4 separate regions of the Rattus norvegicus genome follow, and regions 1, 2 and 4 are each linked to region 3. Evidence: chromatin contacts called from public Hi-C data. All regions are on one chromosome and are shown on one strand. Each heading gives the region's core, a stretch centred on a gene start, on an enhancer-like site or on the middle of the called end of the contact. The rest is flanking DNA. Distances are from core to core; before and after follow the strand shown. Region 1 overlaps Alcam (activated leukocyte cell adhesion molecule). Region 2 overlaps Alcam (activated leukocyte cell adhesion molecule). Region 3 holds the start of Alcam (activated leukocyte cell adhesion molecule). Region 4 overlaps Alcam (activated leukocyte cell adhesion molecule).

The links. A called contact is a pair of places that touch in the nucleus more often than the background predicts.
Region 1: a contact with region 3 is called in a Hi-C map of liver, with 4 times the contacts expected there. The contact joins the enhancer-like site here to the promoter of Alcam in region 3. A contact is called at or near these places in 5 of 12 Hi-C or Micro-C datasets (hepatocytes, kidney, liver and 1 more) and 1 of 1 datasets of contacts at active chromatin or transcription factors (oligodendrocytes).
Region 2: a contact with region 3 is called in a Hi-C map of liver, with 2.8 times the contacts expected there. The contact joins the enhancer-like site here to the promoter of Alcam in region 3. A contact is called at or near these places in 2 of 12 Hi-C or Micro-C datasets (liver and mammary epithelial cells) and 1 of 1 datasets of contacts at active chromatin or transcription factors (oligodendrocytes).
Region 4: a contact with region 3 is called in a Hi-C map of liver, with 2.2 times the contacts expected there. The contact joins the enhancer-like site here to the promoter of Alcam in region 3. A contact is called at or near these places in 2 of 12 Hi-C or Micro-C datasets (kidney and liver) and 1 of 1 datasets of contacts at active chromatin or transcription factors (oligodendrocytes).

Annotation. Positions count from the first base shown.
Region 1 is chr11:61,920,386-61,924,501 of GRCr8, reverse strand. All of the region lies in intron 1 of Alcam (activated leukocyte cell adhesion molecule), which reads right to left. Among named protein-coding and RNA genes, the nearest start is that of Alcam, 120 kb to the right of the region's middle. Within about 2 kb of position 1,696, at least 10 of the 93 cell types and tissues checked have an H3K27ac peak or open chromatin away from gene starts, as enhancers often do. A contact at or near this core is called in hepatocytes and liver, where this site is marked.
Region 2 is chr11:61,903,759-61,908,135 of GRCr8, reverse strand. The region is part of intron 1 of Alcam (activated leukocyte cell adhesion molecule); the gene reads right to left. Among named protein-coding and RNA genes, the nearest start is that of Alcam, 100 kb to the right of the region's middle. Within about 2 kb of position 1,750, at least 1 of the 93 cell types and tissues checked has an H3K27ac peak or open chromatin away from gene starts, as enhancers often do. A contact at or near this core is called in liver, where this site is marked.
Region 3 is chr11:61,802,738-61,807,221 of GRCr8, reverse strand. Alcam (activated leukocyte cell adhesion molecule) reads right to left here and starts at 1,765. Exons shown (of 16, transcript NM_031753.2): 1 at 1,503-1,765. The coding sequence starts at 1,575.
Region 4 is chr11:61,881,031-61,885,435 of GRCr8, reverse strand. The region is part of intron 1 of Alcam (activated leukocyte cell adhesion molecule); the gene reads right to left. Among named protein-coding and RNA genes, the nearest start is that of Alcam, 78 kb to the right of the region's middle. Within about 2 kb of position 2,630, at least 1 of the 93 cell types and tissues checked has an H3K27ac peak or open chromatin away from gene starts, as enhancers often do. A contact at or near this core is called in liver, where this site is marked.

The DNA.
Region 1 (4,116 bases), core at 447-2,946, 120 kb before region 3:
AAAGCATGGTCCTTGTGCTCAGCATGTGTGGACCTGTACCAAGCTTCATTCCACACAAGCCAGACAATCTCTAGTAGTTACTTAACCAGTGTGTATTTATATAGTCTGGCTATAACATTAAGGCCAATGATGGTATCAAGTCCACAGTGTTATCACTAATGTACAGATAACTATGCATTAAGTTTTGTTAAGAAGTAATTGCCAGGCACCATGTCCGCACTAATTGCTAGCCACCGTACCTGCCTGGCTTATATTTATTAGGGTAAAAGAAACAGTGCACCCAGCATTGTGGGATGAGGGATTGATGGACAGGATGCAGAAGGCATTGCCCCGAAAGGACCACGTGTATTGAGTTCTCTCGGATGAAAACCCCATCAGGTGGAAGAAATCTGGATGAAACTCAGTGAATTGGGGGCACAGGTTCTCACCTGTACAGCCAGTGCTGGCTGAGAGTTGGGTCTAGTTAGAGGCAATGGAGGAAAACACACCTGAGAGAAATCTGAGAAAGCTATCTGGAAAATGGTTAAAGCAAAGCTTAAAGAATTTAGATTTTCTTGACCTCTTGCTCTTGCTCTTACCTCTTGTTCCTGCTCTCCCCCTCTCCACATTCTCCTCCCCACTCTTTCTCCATGTGCTCAAGGTCATCCTCTCTCTCTCTCTCTCTCTCTCTCTCTCCCCTTTACTCTCCCCCTTCTCCCTCTCTGCCTTTCTCTCAATTCCCCTCACCATGTTCTGAATAAACTCTGTTCTATACTATAAAAAAAAGAACTTAGATTTTATCCCACAATGACTGTAGAGGTAAGGAAGGGAATGGTGTGTGATTTTGAGGATAGCAGTTATGTGCACAGGTTTTTAGCACTTGATAGTTATTGTTACTAGCAATGGGGAGCAAACACAGCTAGAGAAGGCCCAAGAGTTCCAGAGCCCCGTGCAAAACTTCAATTTCCTATATAATTGTGAGGAAATAGGGCAGTGGGGACAAATAAAGGTAGACATAGTGAATAAAGAGACAGGATGAATGTTTTCAAAGTAAAATCGGTAAGAGTTTCCGTACGTCTGCTGACTCCTCAAGCTCCAAAGTTCACATTTCCCAACATAGCTAAGTACACTGCTCACTTGAAGAACAGCTAATACAGAGCCTCTGTGGGAGTGTACCATACACAGTGTGTGAAATCACACACTAGCTAGGCAAACAGGAATGCGGACTTTTGTGTTAGTTCTTTGGAGAAGCTTGAGACTAAATACGCAGAACAGTCCAAAGCAAATATTAACACGGGCAACGTTAGGTGCCTGGGTTTCTAAATGAAAATTGTTAATATAAAATGCTTTAACACCTTCAGGCCCTGTTTATTGTGTGCTTCAGATTATGGAAATAGGAGAACTAAAATGGGAATGTAAATAATTCCCTTTCTGTTTTATTTGAGTTTTGTGTGTTTACTAGTTGGAGCATTTGACCAAGGGGCCACAATTGAAATGCACAAAAAGCCCCAGACTTTTGTCCTTGTAATTTATAGTTATTTTCCTTTCCTTCTAGAAGTCTCTAAATTAATTGGAGCATCCGGTGTTTTGGAAATGCTTCTGTTTAAATGGAGGACACCGCAAGTCTCTGATGTCAAGTGTAAAGACCTTGCAGGAGTGTGGCATCTGTACTCCAGTTCAAGGTGTCATATGACCAAGATAGTTGCCAATGACAACTGTTGCCAGCCTCACTTGCTAGAAATCTTCAAGGGTAACATGATGCAGAGTGCATTTCCTGTATGGAGAGCATGGAGCTGTTTATTTTTGTATCTCTAACAATGTCTTTGGAATGTTCCTTGTAACTGAGGCTTAGAGTCTAGTCTGTTCTTGGGTTTCCGTCCAAGCTGCACAAAAGGGTAATAGAGCAAACTGTGCTCTGCTCTGCCTGGAAGTCAATCCATCTGTCTAACCTGCAGCTGCCTGGCTGATGGCCTCTCTTCCATTCACCAACTCGGTCGCTTTTGTATGCTCTCCTCAGATGCCCTGTGCTTGAGAAGTGTTTCCAAAGCATAGCATCAAGCACCCACCATGGCAGATTCTGACTCTCTTGTATATGTTCTTTTTTGAAATGTCTGCCATTGAGGTTGAATAACAGATAAGATATCTTTATTCGAAATCTACCATAGGGGTTATAGTGATGGTTCAGTGGTTAGAAGCACTTGCTGCCCCTTCAGGGGACCAGGGTTCCAGTCCTAGCACTTTCACGGTGGCTCCCCACTCTCTGAAACTTTACTTCCAGGAAACCATCACCCTCTGCTAGCTTTGATTGGAGGCAGGCGTGCACTAGGATGAACACACACACACACACACACACACACACACACACACACACGCACATCTGTAACACATACATACATGCAGGCAAAACCTGCATACACCAAAACCTGAAATCTTCCCAGCAACACAACAGGAAATATCAGTTGTTAGCCTACGGTCGAAAAAACACCAGCATAAGAGAGCAAACAAGCAAGGTTTTCTCATTAAATACTTGCTTTCTTGCAACACAGCTAACTTTTGGTTTACAGAACAGAAAGCTTAAATGTTCTCCAATGCACACTCCCCACTATGAGGAAAGGAAAGGGTTAATATTCTGTTGAGATCTGATACTTCATTGCTTTTGTTACCTTACTGTTACTCCGCTGACAAATGCTGAGTACAGTATGTCAGACTTCTTAGTTTACCATAGGAGTTTCCTATTAACAATTAGTAATGATACTGAAAGCACATTGGTTTGAGTTTCTAATTGGTGCTGTATTTAATATATATATATATTATATATGTATGTATGTACATATATATGTATGTCTATGTCTATGTATGTATGTACATATACACACATAAATATATATTTGAAAATAAATATATAAATTAATAAGAAAAATAGAGTATATATTCTTTTTTGCTTATTTATTTTTCGTGTGTGTGTGTGTGTGTGTGTGTGTGTGTGTGTGTGTGTTGAGTGCTTTTGTGTGATGGTTCAACTAGCAGAAGTCAGTTCTTTTCTTCTACCATATGGAACAGGCTTAGGTGGTCAAGCTTGGCACTGAGAACACTTATCTGCTGAGACATCTCAGTGGCCCTGCTGGTGACAAACAATTTAGCTATGCTTTGCGCTTCCTTTGGATTGATTGTCACTATCTCTTACAAATTATTAAACATTTAATTCCATTGCTGAAGCATAGCACATGGTTTGGACGTTAGCAAGCCCCATGGTTTTTAACTTTTGGATTGCCTTGCGAGGGTAAGAGCACGTTGGAGAAAGTCCTACCACAAGCAGAAGACCCCTGGGTCTCAAACGTAAGGGAACAGATTATTATCTTCAGAGCTGTCGCGGGGACAATGAAAATCTGACTTCACATTTCAAAACTACACAGAATATTTAATTTTCCAGGACCATGTAGCTATAATTTTCAAAGAATTTATAATGTAGCCTATCTTTTGTGTCATTTGCATTTTTGTTCTTTAAGGGGCGAGCACTCGGGCAAGCTACAGGTTACATGTTTTCCTGACATCGTATTTTGCGGGCTGGAAAGGAGCCTTACCATGATAACCCAGTCATTCCCACGAGCATGTACTAGGCTACAGATCTGGGACTACCTTGGAAATAATCAAAGTGAGTAAACCCATTCACTGATGTTCTGAGAAGCCCACCCAAACAGGATTTGGAATTCCTGTGCTGTCTCTGACCCGATCTGTTAATCTTTTCTGTCACAGTTCCTGCCAGGTGTCAGTCATTCTGGCTAATGACATCTAACATCTGCCAGCAGCTCAGAACCTACAAAGCACTTTTCCATATATCGGTCTGTTTCCTCACAGTCCCTCTCCAATTTGCCACTAATGTGCCAGGCCTTTGAAAACAATATAATCAAACATAAAAGAGAGGCTATTTAAAGAGTAAACAGAAGCCTAGTGAGAGGCCCCTGGAGTTTCCTTAGAACAAGGCTTAGTTCACGAACATTAGCATTTATTTTGGCTACTCAGACATTTGTGTTTCCCAAGGACTCTTGGCTATGCCTGGAATGGGTGAGGTTGGTAGATAAGAAAATGCTAGCTTTATTAAATATTTTTATTATTGTGCTTGAAAATTAATCATTGTAC
Region 2 (4,377 bases), core at 501-3,000, 100 kb before region 3:
GAAAGTGCAGTCGAAGGAAGTTTTATTTTTTAAACAGTAGTAAAAATTTTTGTATCCTCTATTTCTGCACAGCACGAAGAGAATCAAGTTCACATCATCTCAATAAACTAGATAAAATCATGCCTAAACACATGTCAAATGTGTGCACTTATTCATCTATCTATCTATCTATCTATCTATCTATCTATCTATCTAATTTTTTTCTGGGTGATGAGATGCTCTGAAAGAGAAAATTTTCAAAATAACTAATACATATCCATTCACTGGGTAACAATTTTTCTAAAGGCATTGAACCCTCCATTGACTTCTTTACCAGACTAGGCAATGGGGTAAGCATACTCTATCCTGTTCTTCACTAGAGGGAATGATCGCTTTTGTCCTGCATTTTTGAGAACATATGTCTTGATACACAGCTAGTTCTGGATGACTATACTCACCAATGCCAAATGTCTGGAATTTCAAAACATACAGTACACACAAATTTGCTTTTTCCCCTCAAGTCATCAAAAGTGATGTGCATGGCGGTAAAAAAGCACAGTGGCGCTTTCTGGCATCACAGGGGTGCATGTGAGAAGTGAAATCGTCAGCATTTCCTGACACCAGATCTGACTGAATCACAGACACCTTGTGTGCAAGTCAAGCATGAGAGCTCTGAATTAGAACTCAGCAGAAGCACAAGCAGAAGGCGGAGATGGACTGTCTTTACTAAAGACATCATGGTTTCATTTTATTCATCTCATTTTCTCCTTTTGATAGTCTTCAGTCCACTCTCCAAGATCTTTTTTAAATTAAATTTTAGTTTTTTTTTTACTTATTCACATTACATCCTGCTCACTGCCCATTCCGGATTGCCCCTCCCACAGTCTTCTCCCATCCCTCCTCCCCTTCTCTCCTGAGTGGGTGGGGCCCCTGGGTATACCCTCTGTGCTGAAGCTTCAAGGCTCTGCTAGGCTAGCTGCTTCCTTTCCCACTGGGGCCAGACAAGGCATCCCAGCTAGGAAGAACATATCCCCCGTACAGGCAACAGCTTTTGGGGTAGTCCCTGTTCCAGTTGTTCAGGACCCACATGAAGAGCAAGGTGCACATCTGCTACATATGTGCAGGGAGGCCTGGGTGCAGCCTATGTATGTTCTTTGGTTGGTGGTTCAGACTCTGAGTGCCTGTGCCCCATCCTTGTTTTAAAAATACTTTGCTGCTAAGTACGGTTTAAATAAGCTACTATATTCATTGTTACAAATGCATCTGCTATCAGGCTTGCTTTTGTCTTGAATCAGATGTTTTCAAGACATTAAATGGCATATTATACTGTTTCAGTCCAATCCCTTCTTTGTGCAAAATAGGAAACAAATCCTGATAGGTCGAGTATCTCATTTATGATATTAATCATACACACTCCAGTGTTTTAGGCTCTCTTCATACAGGTCTATATATTCACTCTTACTCAATTCCTTCCTCCCTTTTCCTGCATCCTCTCTTCTCCCATTTACATAGACAGTGTCTTATGGATGTAGTCTATGTTCTGTCCGACATGTGTTCACTGACAACCTTTATTAAAGCTCTGATTCATTATTGGCTTACATTTAGTTCTGTCTTTGCTGAAGGAGCACGGTATAAGCCAGAGTTTGTTTCCCTCAGAGTTCTGGTCCCATTTCTGCCTTCACTTCCCTTTATACTCAGGATAGAAGTAACTTTCGAACTCTTTGATCAGTGTTGGCTCAAACCAGGCACTCTTTTAACCTTTCAACTCAATCTTCTCCACCTCTATCACTAGCTTTCCCGTGTGGACTTTGTTTTCTAGCTGTGTCTTTAGAGCTACATCTCTGGGGTTCAGAGGAAACAACCAGCCAAACAATCACCAGCAGCACCGCCAAAAGTCCACTGTGTACCCTCCGTGTTCCATAATACTTTAAAAAGTACTGATGTTCGTTATTGCAGAAGTAGAATTGTTATGAAGCCACAGCTTCTACTGAAAGAAACATGCTTGAGAAATCTTTTTCCCTAGTACATATTTCATGAGGTCTCTTTGAGCTCATAGATTATTAATCTCTTCGCATTGTTTTTCTTGAAACATCTGTTTAGAAGATAGAGGAACATGGGAGAGGAATACTTATTCCCTAATTTCAAACCCATTGCAGAAATCAGAAGCTGGCATTGCTGAATTGAATTTCAGTGTAAAGCTCCTCCAAGCCTATACTCTGATATAGGTCCAGTGCTTAAGGGCAGAGACTGCATAAAGACCTAAGCTTAAACCCAAACTCATCTGTAACAAGGAAAATTAATTTATCTGGGATCTCAATTGGCAAGAATTCTATGATTTTTTTCATTTTTTTACTTATTTATTTTATATGTGATATTACACTGTTGCTGTCTACAGACACACCAGTATAGGACATCGGATCCCATTACAGATAGTTACAAGTAACCATGTGGTTACTGGGAATTGAAGTCAGAACCTCTGGAAGAGCAGTCAGTGCTCTTAACCACTGAGCTATCTTTCCAGTCTCCTGAAGAAAACTTCTTTATGAGGATCTGAAAGTTAGACACCGGTGAAGGAAGAAGGAGGGAGCTCTGGGGAAGGAAAGCAGAATGAACTCAAGGACATTTCACATGGTTTGATTTAAATAATAATTAAAAATACAACTGGTTATTTTGTCTTTGAAATTCATGCTTCCTGAATCTTAGCTAGTTTCCCAAATGAAAGCCTTCCCTATTTTTAGAGCATATAGATAAAACTCTTGCAAGACTAGGCAGAAATTCTCTTGCTTCACTGGTAACCTACTTTGAATCTTAGCCTAGCAGAATAATAACTGAATAAATAAATATGTAAGCATGTTGTATGCTGTGTTTAGAGAGATAGTATATGAGCAATTCACTACTTTAAATAACCCAATTTTAATTCAAGTAGTTTTAAAAATATAACCTATACATTTTAAAGCTAGATTTTACGCTACTAATTTTAATAGAAAATAAGCATTAAAAGATACATGGAAGTTATTTCCTGAAGCAAGCTTTTCACCTATATATTTAGAAATTCTTTTGGACTGGTTAATTTCCAGAAGCTGACCTTGCTAAATGTCCCTTATCTAGAACATTCATTTAGCTGTCCATAAATGTCTCCTGCTCCACTATAAATCATATTCTACAAAACAATGCAATTACAACAGATGTGCACTCTCTATGCGGCACAAGATGAGATTTTACAATGATGCAGAGTGACACATAAGAAAAGGTGAAGTGCTTTCTGTGAAACATGAAGGGCCTGGGTTCAGACCTGCAGCACCCAAGTAAGAAGGCAGGACTCTAATTTCAGCACTAGAGGGGTCAATACAGGAACGTTCTTGAGGCTAGCTGGCCCACCAACCTCGACCAACATAAACCTTAGCTCTAGGTTCAGTTGAGGATCTTTACTTAAAATAAGGTGGGAAGTTGATACTGATTTCTGAGCCCATGAACATTGTGCACATACATGATACGTGTATACACATGCATATGAAGGCAGACAGACGTCACACACAATGATGTAGAACGCACCCTTTCCTTATTAAAACAAAAAGTTCAATGAAGTTTGTCGTGTAACTTGTTCCCTTTCTACCTTCTTTCTTTAAGACGAGTGATTGAGTCACACAAGAATTATACGAAGACACAATCGAAGCTTGTCGAATGTCCATTTGGAAGGTAAAAATATACAGGGCTTTATACGCTAGTACAATAGATTTATTCACAGAAGAGCAATTCATGTGAAAATTTGGTAAGTGCTATAGTACCTCAAATAGCCGAGTACAGTAAGCATGCACTATGCAGAAAATGCCTTTTAGAAATCAAGCTGAGCTTTAGAAGTATCCATGACGCCAATAAGCTGTCTATTCAATACACCGGACTCATGTCTCTCCCAGTAGGACTATCACTGCCATGACAGCTCCGTGGGATGCTGGTTTATGAAGCATGAGACGATCAAAGCTTTCATCTAAAGACTTTAAATTTAGACAGCTTCAAAGTTACTAAAAATAGACAAACCCATAATTTTAAGGACTTGTTAAAAGTTCTTGAAATCTCCCCAATTTTGTACATAATAATTTCCTAATACAAGTTTGACCTTGGTATGAGTCTAGCAGTAGGTAAAAATTCAAGAGAGAAGCCCTTACTAGTCTGATTTTAGAGATGATTCTTTTAGGCAAATTGATATAATTTGTGCTAATCTATGCAGTTGAGCCCCAGTTTAACACTGCATGGCGTTATTTTGGTTCATTATAATTGCATGCTTTCTTTAAGTCGCCCTTCTAGGCTATCAAATTAGCATTTATCATTAGGGTGGTTGGTGGTAAATCAATGCTACTTTAAAAAATATATAAAGTAGCTCTTTTAACTTAAAAATAATCA
Region 3 (4,484 bases), core at 516-3,015:
TGCCCTTCCCCCAACCTATACTGGGATTCCAGAAAAAAAAGTGAGACGACACTGTGCAAGACTAGAGGTGCTCGTGGCTCATATCCCGAGTGATTTCACTCTGCCCTACCTGCCTTAAAATCTGGTTCTACTCAGGCGTCAGGATCCCCGCCCCCAGAGCCTGAGATTGGTCATTGATATTTTTTCCCAGCTTCAGAAACAGTAAGTTCATTACCTCACCCAGAAATGTAACTTTGATATAGAGATATGGAGAAGCAACCTTCCCCCACTCTGACAGCCACCCCCTCCCCAACACACACAAAGCAGCGGCTCCCAAGCCCTGAGGATCTCAGGCTCATGTCCTCCTTACTTTCTCCTCCTCCCTAGAAGGATTCAGAGTCTTTCAAACACTCCTCTGTGGCTTCAGATAGCCAACAACTGAAGGAGTGGGCAGAAATAAAAGAGGGGGAAAGAAAGTGAGACCTGTTTTTCTCCTCCGAGAGAGAGAGAGAGAGAGAGAGAGAGAGAGAGAGAGAGAGAGAGAGAAGGGGGGTGCGCAGCCAAAATAACAGGGAGTAGTTTAACCCCCAACTATCCAAGAAACAGTGGGAAATCAAAACTTCAAAGGATTAGATCCTCAGGCTCCGCAAGGGAAAGTACCTGCCACAAGGGTGAATGACTGAGAGTGCTTATTGGGCGGGCAGGACCGGGGCATGTCAACCAGCAGGCCAGCTGGTGGACCTCGGGTCAGGGATGTCCCCTGGGGTTGAGAAAAGGGGTTTCCCCCCCCACACGCAAGACATTCTGGTTGGTGGGAATTTTGTCGTTTTTCTTCGAGGGCTCACTCTAGAAGTGAGAGCTGAGGCACTACACTGGGTGTGGAAACCAAGAAATCCCTCCCTTCAAGGCTCACAAACCTGGCTGCTAACCCAGTCCACGCTGCGTGACTCGGCTGCCATCAACTCTACACTAGCTACCCACGAGACAATGCAGCTGCTATTTCAGTGTTGTTGTTATTATTATTTTTTAAAAGATGATCAAAGCCCTCCTTATCCCCCGCCCTGCCTCCCAGGTCTTCACATTATGACCAAGAGGAAGTTACTTAGGGGATTTATCATGACAAAGTGCAGGCAGTTATTTCACCTCAAAGCCCAGCAAAAGGAAACTGCTCTGAGTGCAGTGAAACGTACTTTGATACCGAAAGACTGGAGGGACCGTGTGCGGGGGAGAGAGTTCAGCAGATCTTGCCTGGGGGCTCCTGCACCCTCAAGCTAAGCCTCACCCAAAGTTCCTGGAGATGTGCTCAGTTTTCAATCTCACTGCCCAAACTTGAGCAGACCAGTCAAGCCTAAAACGTGTGACACAGGTGACTGTTCTCAGGGACAGATCTGTGTCCCCGCGCGCCTTTATGGCTCCCATACTTCGCTAAGCACACGCTAGAGCGCACAGCCCCAGGCCACCCAGGGAACCGCCCCCGCTCCGTAACAACCGCGACAGTGGGTGCTCAGAGGCCAGAGGCTTACCTGGTCTGAGGACCGCGGCGGAGATCAAGAGGCAGAAAACCAGACGGCAAGAAGGGGACCCTTTAGATGCCATATTCCTCCTCCTAGAAGGCCACCGACAAAGTCCACGCCGCAGGAGGGGGCGTCGTCCCCGGGCCCACGGGGCCCGCTCGCTTGTGGGTCTCGCTTTAGGGGGACAGCGACTTTTTTTTCCAAGACACACGATCCCCCGGGCGCTGTGGCGCTGCGCCGTCGGGTCTGTGCCACACGCAACTTTCCTCCACGCGGAACCCGCAACTCCTCCCTCCCCCCTCCACACCCTCCCTCAGCGTCTTTGGCTGCTACTCCCAAGGCGGGCGACCCTCTTATTCCAGGAGACGCTTCAGTAGTCTGTCAAGGTAGACGCGGTTTCTTTTTGGCTGCTGTCTCCGAGGAGTTTCTCTTCTTGCAAAGGAGAGGATAAGAAGAGCAAGGAGAGTTGCACGGCGCAGGGATCTCCCGGGACCTGAGAAGGGTCGGCGGGGCAGCGCCGCGGGTCTGGACCGTGGGTCTCCTCAGGTGGCAGCCGAGGCAGAGGCAGTAGCGGCGGCAGCTGGAGCAGTGGCGGCGGCCGCGGGCTCCGGCTGCTCTGAGTGGAGGACAGGAAGGCGTGTGTAAGCTGCCTGTCTCCTCCTCCCGCTCTTCCCGCCCCTCCCGCTCCTCCCTCCCGCCCAGCTTCCCCCGCCGCAGCGCGGAGCAGGTGGTTGGAGCGCCGATCCGCAGCCTAGAGGCGCTGCAGGACCAAGTCGGAGACTGAGCGGAGCTGGCCGCCCCTGGTGGGAGGAGAGTCTGATGCCCCAGCCCCCGCGCTCCGGTGGGCGGAGCTGCCCTTGACTCCGCCTTTCAAAGGACACACCCGCCAATGAGGAGCGGGCTTCAGAGCAGGGGGGCGGGGGGGCAGGATTCGCCCTGGACTGGCTCTTGCCAGGGGGTTAGCGCCCCCAAGACACACGATCTGAGACATTTGCAGTCCGCCCAGCCTGGCCACATAGCTGTCTTCTTGCACTCCGAAGCCCAGTACACTGGCTCGCTCCTTAGGGATTTTCTCCTCAGCGACGGTACTCCTTCACCTTCTGTAGAGTTGTTGGGGCAGCTCAGTGGTAGGTGAGGAGCTCACCTTGGGTCCTCTTGGACTAGGACTGAGGAGGTGAAAAAGATGGAAATTCTCCACCCGGAGGCTCACGGAAACAGCTACTGGTGGTTGAGGATAATTTCCCCCACTTTTAAAGAAGGTTACTCCTTCTCGAATTCGCCGTCCTTCTGTTCCCCTAATCCTGGCTGGCGCACACTTTATCAAAGCAAATCATTTAGTCAAATATCCAGTACCAAAAAGCAGAAGAGATTTTTGTGCTTCCCCTTCCCCCCATTTCCTTCCCAGTGAGAATTGAGACTCTAGACCATAACACAGGTCGCCACACTGATTTTCCAAACGTCCCTTTAAAAAAAAAATAGTCATGTTTACTTTTAATTAGGCGACGATTTTAAGTTACAAAACAAAATCCAGAGTTACTCAGATTAAAAGCCAATGCCTCCTGGCCCTTTCCAGAAAACCAGGCATCTAGCAGATGGACGGGGCTTCTCAGGCAATTTCTAAAGCTTGAACCACCTCCCAGGCGTAGCATCCGGAAGCCGTGTCGCTTTCAGTTCAGGCAGAAAGCATGAAGGAATATTTTCCTCTAAAACACCAGGGTGGAGCTGTTGGGATCCTAAGTGGCTCTAACTCAGGAATGCAGGATCACAACTCTTATACCCGCAGCATAATAAAATCCCGGTCCCTGAACCACCTCGCAAGGACATTAAATAGTCTTTGGTGCATCACCGGGTCACCCCCTGTGGGAAACCAGTCTCCAGCCGGGAATGCTAACTATCCTCACCCCGCTCTGTCTTCAGAAGATTGGGAACCACCAGCTACTTGCGATTGGAAATGGTGGTGTCTAACTATGCTGCCAGAAGCTTCGTGTACACACACACACACACACACACACACACACACACACACACACACACACACACACACACACACACTAACGCGCAAATGCGCAAGCGCACTCCCAAACACAAACTCGGATCTTTATCCCTTTCCTTTCGTGCTTGAAATTATTAAGTTCTGTCTTCAGCTGTGATTTTTTTCCCCTCAGCGCCTCTCTGTCTTGTTCTTGCGTTTACAGTATTAGAGGATAGAGCTCTTATAGTTTTCCTCTGAAATTCGTTTTTCCCACATGGTTTTAACATTTACATTTCATTTGCATCTTATGAATCAACAGGGAGGCTAAATGCTAGGAGGCAAATGCCTGTTAACTCTGCATTCGGTGCACAGAGCTAAACCGCTTGTATGCTCCTGGGAACTCTATTAGATTTCCTTTGGGGATTTTTTTCTTCTAACTGCAGCTAGCCTGAAGTTGAGTGTTTAGGAGCAAATCATTCTAACTGCGTCTCTCCTGGATCTTCTGACTATATGACTGTTTTGAGGTGAAACCTAACGTAGCATATAGCGCTTAAAAAACGGCAAAAGACGGAATGTCAAATCCAGGGCTCTGACTGTGTCTGATGAGCATAGTCAATTCAACCTCTCTAAGCCTCACTGTCTTCACTTTCGAAAGGGGATATCAGTTGCTCAAGACTCATTGGATTGATTATTCTGAGTAAATGAGATCTCATAGGTCACTGGCCAGCCACAGTAGCAGGTGCTGGGCGTTGGGAAACACACAGAACCTAGGGAAATCATTGATTTGCACTTTGTGAGTGACCTTACTCAAAAGTCAACCTCTCACAATTAAATTGCAATGACACATTAGCAGACCACTGTTCAAGATACATCATCTAAAACAATTACAGAATTTAGCATGCACACAGTTCTAAGCAGCTAGCTATATATGCATGCATGTACTGTGCACACCAGATGTATGCATAGATATTTGAATATGTAGCCAGTTGTCTTCAGAATTTCCATTAGAGAGGAATATA
Region 4 (4,405 bases), core at 1,381-3,880, 77 kb before region 3:
GTGATGTTTAGATATTTATTACGTGTGAGTTGAAATTATGGACACACCATAGCAGGAGATGTGTGCTTACCACAATAGCCCCTCGCCCTGTACTGAGAAACTACTGGCTGTTAATGATTGTTTTTGTGTAGGTGTCGTTTTCCTCATATGGCGTGGCCACTGCTTGGAAAGAAGAAGGGCATGATGGGAAGGAAAAGGTGATAACAGAATTCAGAGTGAGTCAATATTGCCACCGTAAAACTGTCAAAATGAATAAGGAGGAGCAGGAGGAAGAGGAGGAGGAGGAGAAGGAGACAAAGATGACATTGTGTCACAAACGTGTAGGAATCAAATTAACTGAGAATGTCACTTTCTAAGTCTGATCATAATAGGAGAAGTTAGAATATTATTAGATAAATATATACAACACACTGTGGGATAAAGCTTGTACACTTTGTCCATTTCCACAAGAGATGCAATCAATATTCAAGGCTAGTTAGCTACAAAGACACGTGTCTAGGTAGATTAGTCACTATTAGTTAAACGCATTCTGGTTAATAATGTGGTGAAATGCCATGTTTGTTACTTGTGGTGGTTTGAATAAAAATAGTCCCATAGCCCCATAGGGAGTAGCATTATTAAGAGGTGTGGTGTTGCTGGAGTCGGTGTGACCTTGTTGGAGGAAATGGTCACTGGGCGTGGCCTCTGAGGATTTAGATCTCAAGCCACACCTGTGTGGTATCTGCCACTTTCTGCTGCATGCCTAACGGATGTAAAACTTACAGCCCCTTCTCCAGCACCGTGTCTACCTGTATGCCGTCATGCTTTCCACCATGACAATAATGCACTAAACCTCTGAAACTGAAAACCACGCCCAATGAAACACACATTTCCATTCATCCGTTGCTGTGGTCAAACTACAGCCCAAGATTCTGATCTGCTGTTGTAAAAATATAAAAAATAAAAATGCTCTCTTTTATCCCCCACTAGATCTAGCACTGCAGTGCCCCAAGATATCTGCTGGATATCTTAAACCTTAGTCAGCAAAGCCTCTCACCTGCTCTGCACCATCCCATAGCACACTGCCGAAGGCCTCTCTCTGAGCCTGGCAGCAATCTCTCTACCTATCTAGTTCCCAAGGCAGGTTGCCACCATGGCAGAAGCACACATCCCAACTCTGTGGCAGCCCAGACCAGCCACCACATACTCTCTTAGCATATGAAAGAACATACAACACAATAACTTTTGATCAAATTGATAAGTAATTGCCCACCTAAACATACAAATCTAACCATCACATGCTTACTATGTAAATGTTTTTGTGCTAAACACAGGACTTCTTCTATTTCATCATGTATTTCCTAGAGTTTCTTTTTTTTTCTCCATCTTTATTTTTTTTCCTGTTCTTTTTTTTTAGGAGCTGGGGACTGAACCCAGGGCCTTGGGCTTCCTAGGCAAGTGCTCTACCACTGAGCTAAATCCCCAACCCCCATTTCTCCATCTTTATTAACTTGGGTATTTCTTATTTACATTTCAATTGTTATTCCCCTTCCAGGTTTCTGGGCCAACATCCCCCAACCCCTCCCCCTCCCCTTTGATATGGGTGTTCCCCTCCCCATCCTCCCCCACTACTGCCCTCCCTGCAACAATCCCTTTCAATGGGGCTTCAGTCTTGGCAGGACCAAGGGCTTCCCCTTCCACTGGTGCTCTTACTAGGATATTCATTGCTACCTATGCGGTTGGAGCCCAGGGTCAGTCCATGTATAGTCTTTGGGTAGTGGCTTAGTCCCTGGAAGCTCTGGTTTTTCCTAGAGTTTCTTGAGAAATCCTCTGCTAATCCATGAAAACTGTCCCTAGAGTCCCATGAGTATTGCACTCATTTTACCAATGGGAAAAATAAATTCTGAGATATGGAGTGACATTTTCAAAGCTCCATATCTAATTAAATGGTGATGTCAATCCCAGACAGTCTCAAAATCCATATCCTTGTTATTGTACCTGAAATTTTATATAATGGCATTTATTTCCACGAACCAGTTTCCGATGAGCTCCTTTGGTTTTAATCACTTCTCAGAAGGTGACTCCCTCTGTGGGATTCACTCTATCCTGCTAAATACAAACTCTAACTCCTTGAAACCGTTAAGAGTCAGCACCAGGACTTCTGACAGGCAACCCCACAGCTAAGCTTCTAACATGTGAGGCTACAAGTCAGATATCTACTTGTTCATTTGACCAGATGTAGACAGAATCAATTCAGGTCATTCGCTTCTAATTAATATGTGCTGAAACCATGTCCTGAGCACCCTGCCTTCATAACCTTTTCATTCCACATGTCTAAAGACACCAGACTACAGATACCTCTTGATTAAACTCTATGGACAAGTTCACCTTTGAGCTTCATGTGGTAGGTGAAAAAGAATGGCTTTGAAAACTAATGGAGCTGGGGAAAGGAGGCTTTTTTTTTTTGAAAAGTGCTTATGTACTTCTTGTGTGTCTTCAGAATATAGTGAAGCCATAAGAATTGAATAACCATTAAATGGAATTGTGAAGATGGGCAATGACGGCAAATGCTTTTGCTGGGTCTCTGGCCCCGATTGCTGCAATGTCTGCTATTTGAACCTAGGAACATAGCCGTCCAGGACTATTTATCCATGCTTCCTTGGACAATGTTCAAGTTGGCCAGAGCTGCCTTTATTAAATAGACAGAGGACTGTAAATGAGGGAAATCCTGACCTACGAGGGCAAGAGTTCCCACCAAATGTTGAGGAGTTAAGAGAGCACAGCAACAGAGCGGGAACAAAACGGCAGCTGTCGCCACATTCTCTGAGCTGGAACGTGACTACCAAGAAATAAATAGTAAAAGAAAAATTAATAAGAAAATGTTCGAAACTGAACATGAACTGCTTTGGATTAACGAGAAAAGGCAAAACCCTGTATTTTCAGAATCTATGACAGTCTCTAAGCCAGTGTTACTTTGTTAGTGAAGGCACTGTGAGGTTGAGTTTCTAAGGAGCTCGCAGAATCCATTTCAGTTGATGGGCAATAGTCAGGATTCTGGTCTAGTCTGCTCAGAGATCTATGAGTTTTGTAAGAAACAAGAATCTACATAAATATGTCACGTGTCTTGAAGTATCTCATTAATAGCTGTGTATAAATGCTTACTTATAAGACAGTTGGAATAGCCTAAACATGAGGTGAAAAGCAACAACAGACACACCAAGTGGATGAGAAAGACCAGAGGCCTCAGTCCTGCCCAAAGAGCTGCAAGCATTCAAGGAATGCTGACAGCAGGAGAAATAGTCTCTCCCAGGGAGCGTCATATCAACTGATTATCCAATACTGAATCTCAGTCCTGAAGAAACACACACATGCATATAGGTGTTTGCATGTAACCACAATTAATGAGTAAAGAGATTATGAGTTTGAAATGCAGTAGAGAAGGGTATGATAAGGTTTGGAACAAGAAAAGAAAAGGGAGAACTGTTGTTATTACTTTATAATCTCAAAAGTAAAAGAAATAATAAAAGAAAAATATGGGGGGTAGAGATTATAATAAACCATTTCCTGAACACACTGAAGATTATCGCCCATGTGTTCAGTTGAAAAATATGATGAGTAATGCTGTTGGTTTTACAGGATCAGTAATAAATAATCTAGACAGACAAGCCTCCAGGCAAAACTGTGAGGGTTCAGTTTGGACTAGGTCAGCCTCTACGGATGCTTGTGAGAGAAGATCTAAACACTGGGTTAATGAAGGGTGTAAGAAACATCTCCTACTTATTAATATATTGACTTTAATGTTTCCAGCTGAGCTATAATTGCATCGTTCTCTCCTCCCTTCCTCACATTCCACCCAACTATCTTTCCTTGAACCCCTCCAATGTCTTTCCATCATTTTCAATTGAGGGTCCTGGAGTGAAGAGGAAGGAGACAGTGAGCTGAGAATCGGTCACTCTCTGCTTCCCGCCTGTGAATGTGATTAGCTGCCTCAAGTACCTGCAATCAAGATTTGCGCAGCATGCTGTGACGTACACAAATCCCTTGTCTCTTAAATTGCTTGCGTTTAGGGTGTTGAACACTAACCAATAAGAGCACAGTCCTTCTTTGCAGGTGAGGTGAGAACCGAAAGATGATACATTCAGACACACGGATAGTATCCAAAACTACCTAGTGTCTTAGAGATTGCCATTCCTTTGGTCCCCACCAGTCTGCCCTCCCCTTCCCACGGTTCCCTCAGTCCTCGGTAGCACTGCACTGTGGTCATTTCCTGTGCCCACTCGCTCATGAATCATCTCAGAGACGCATCGTGTCTTCAGAGTTCCCTGCATCCAGCTCCTAGCTCCTCGAAATTTTCTGGAGAAGAAAGTCATGTTTTGTCTGATGCTTTTGTGAATGTACTTTTCTACTCAGAACACTTCCGATAACA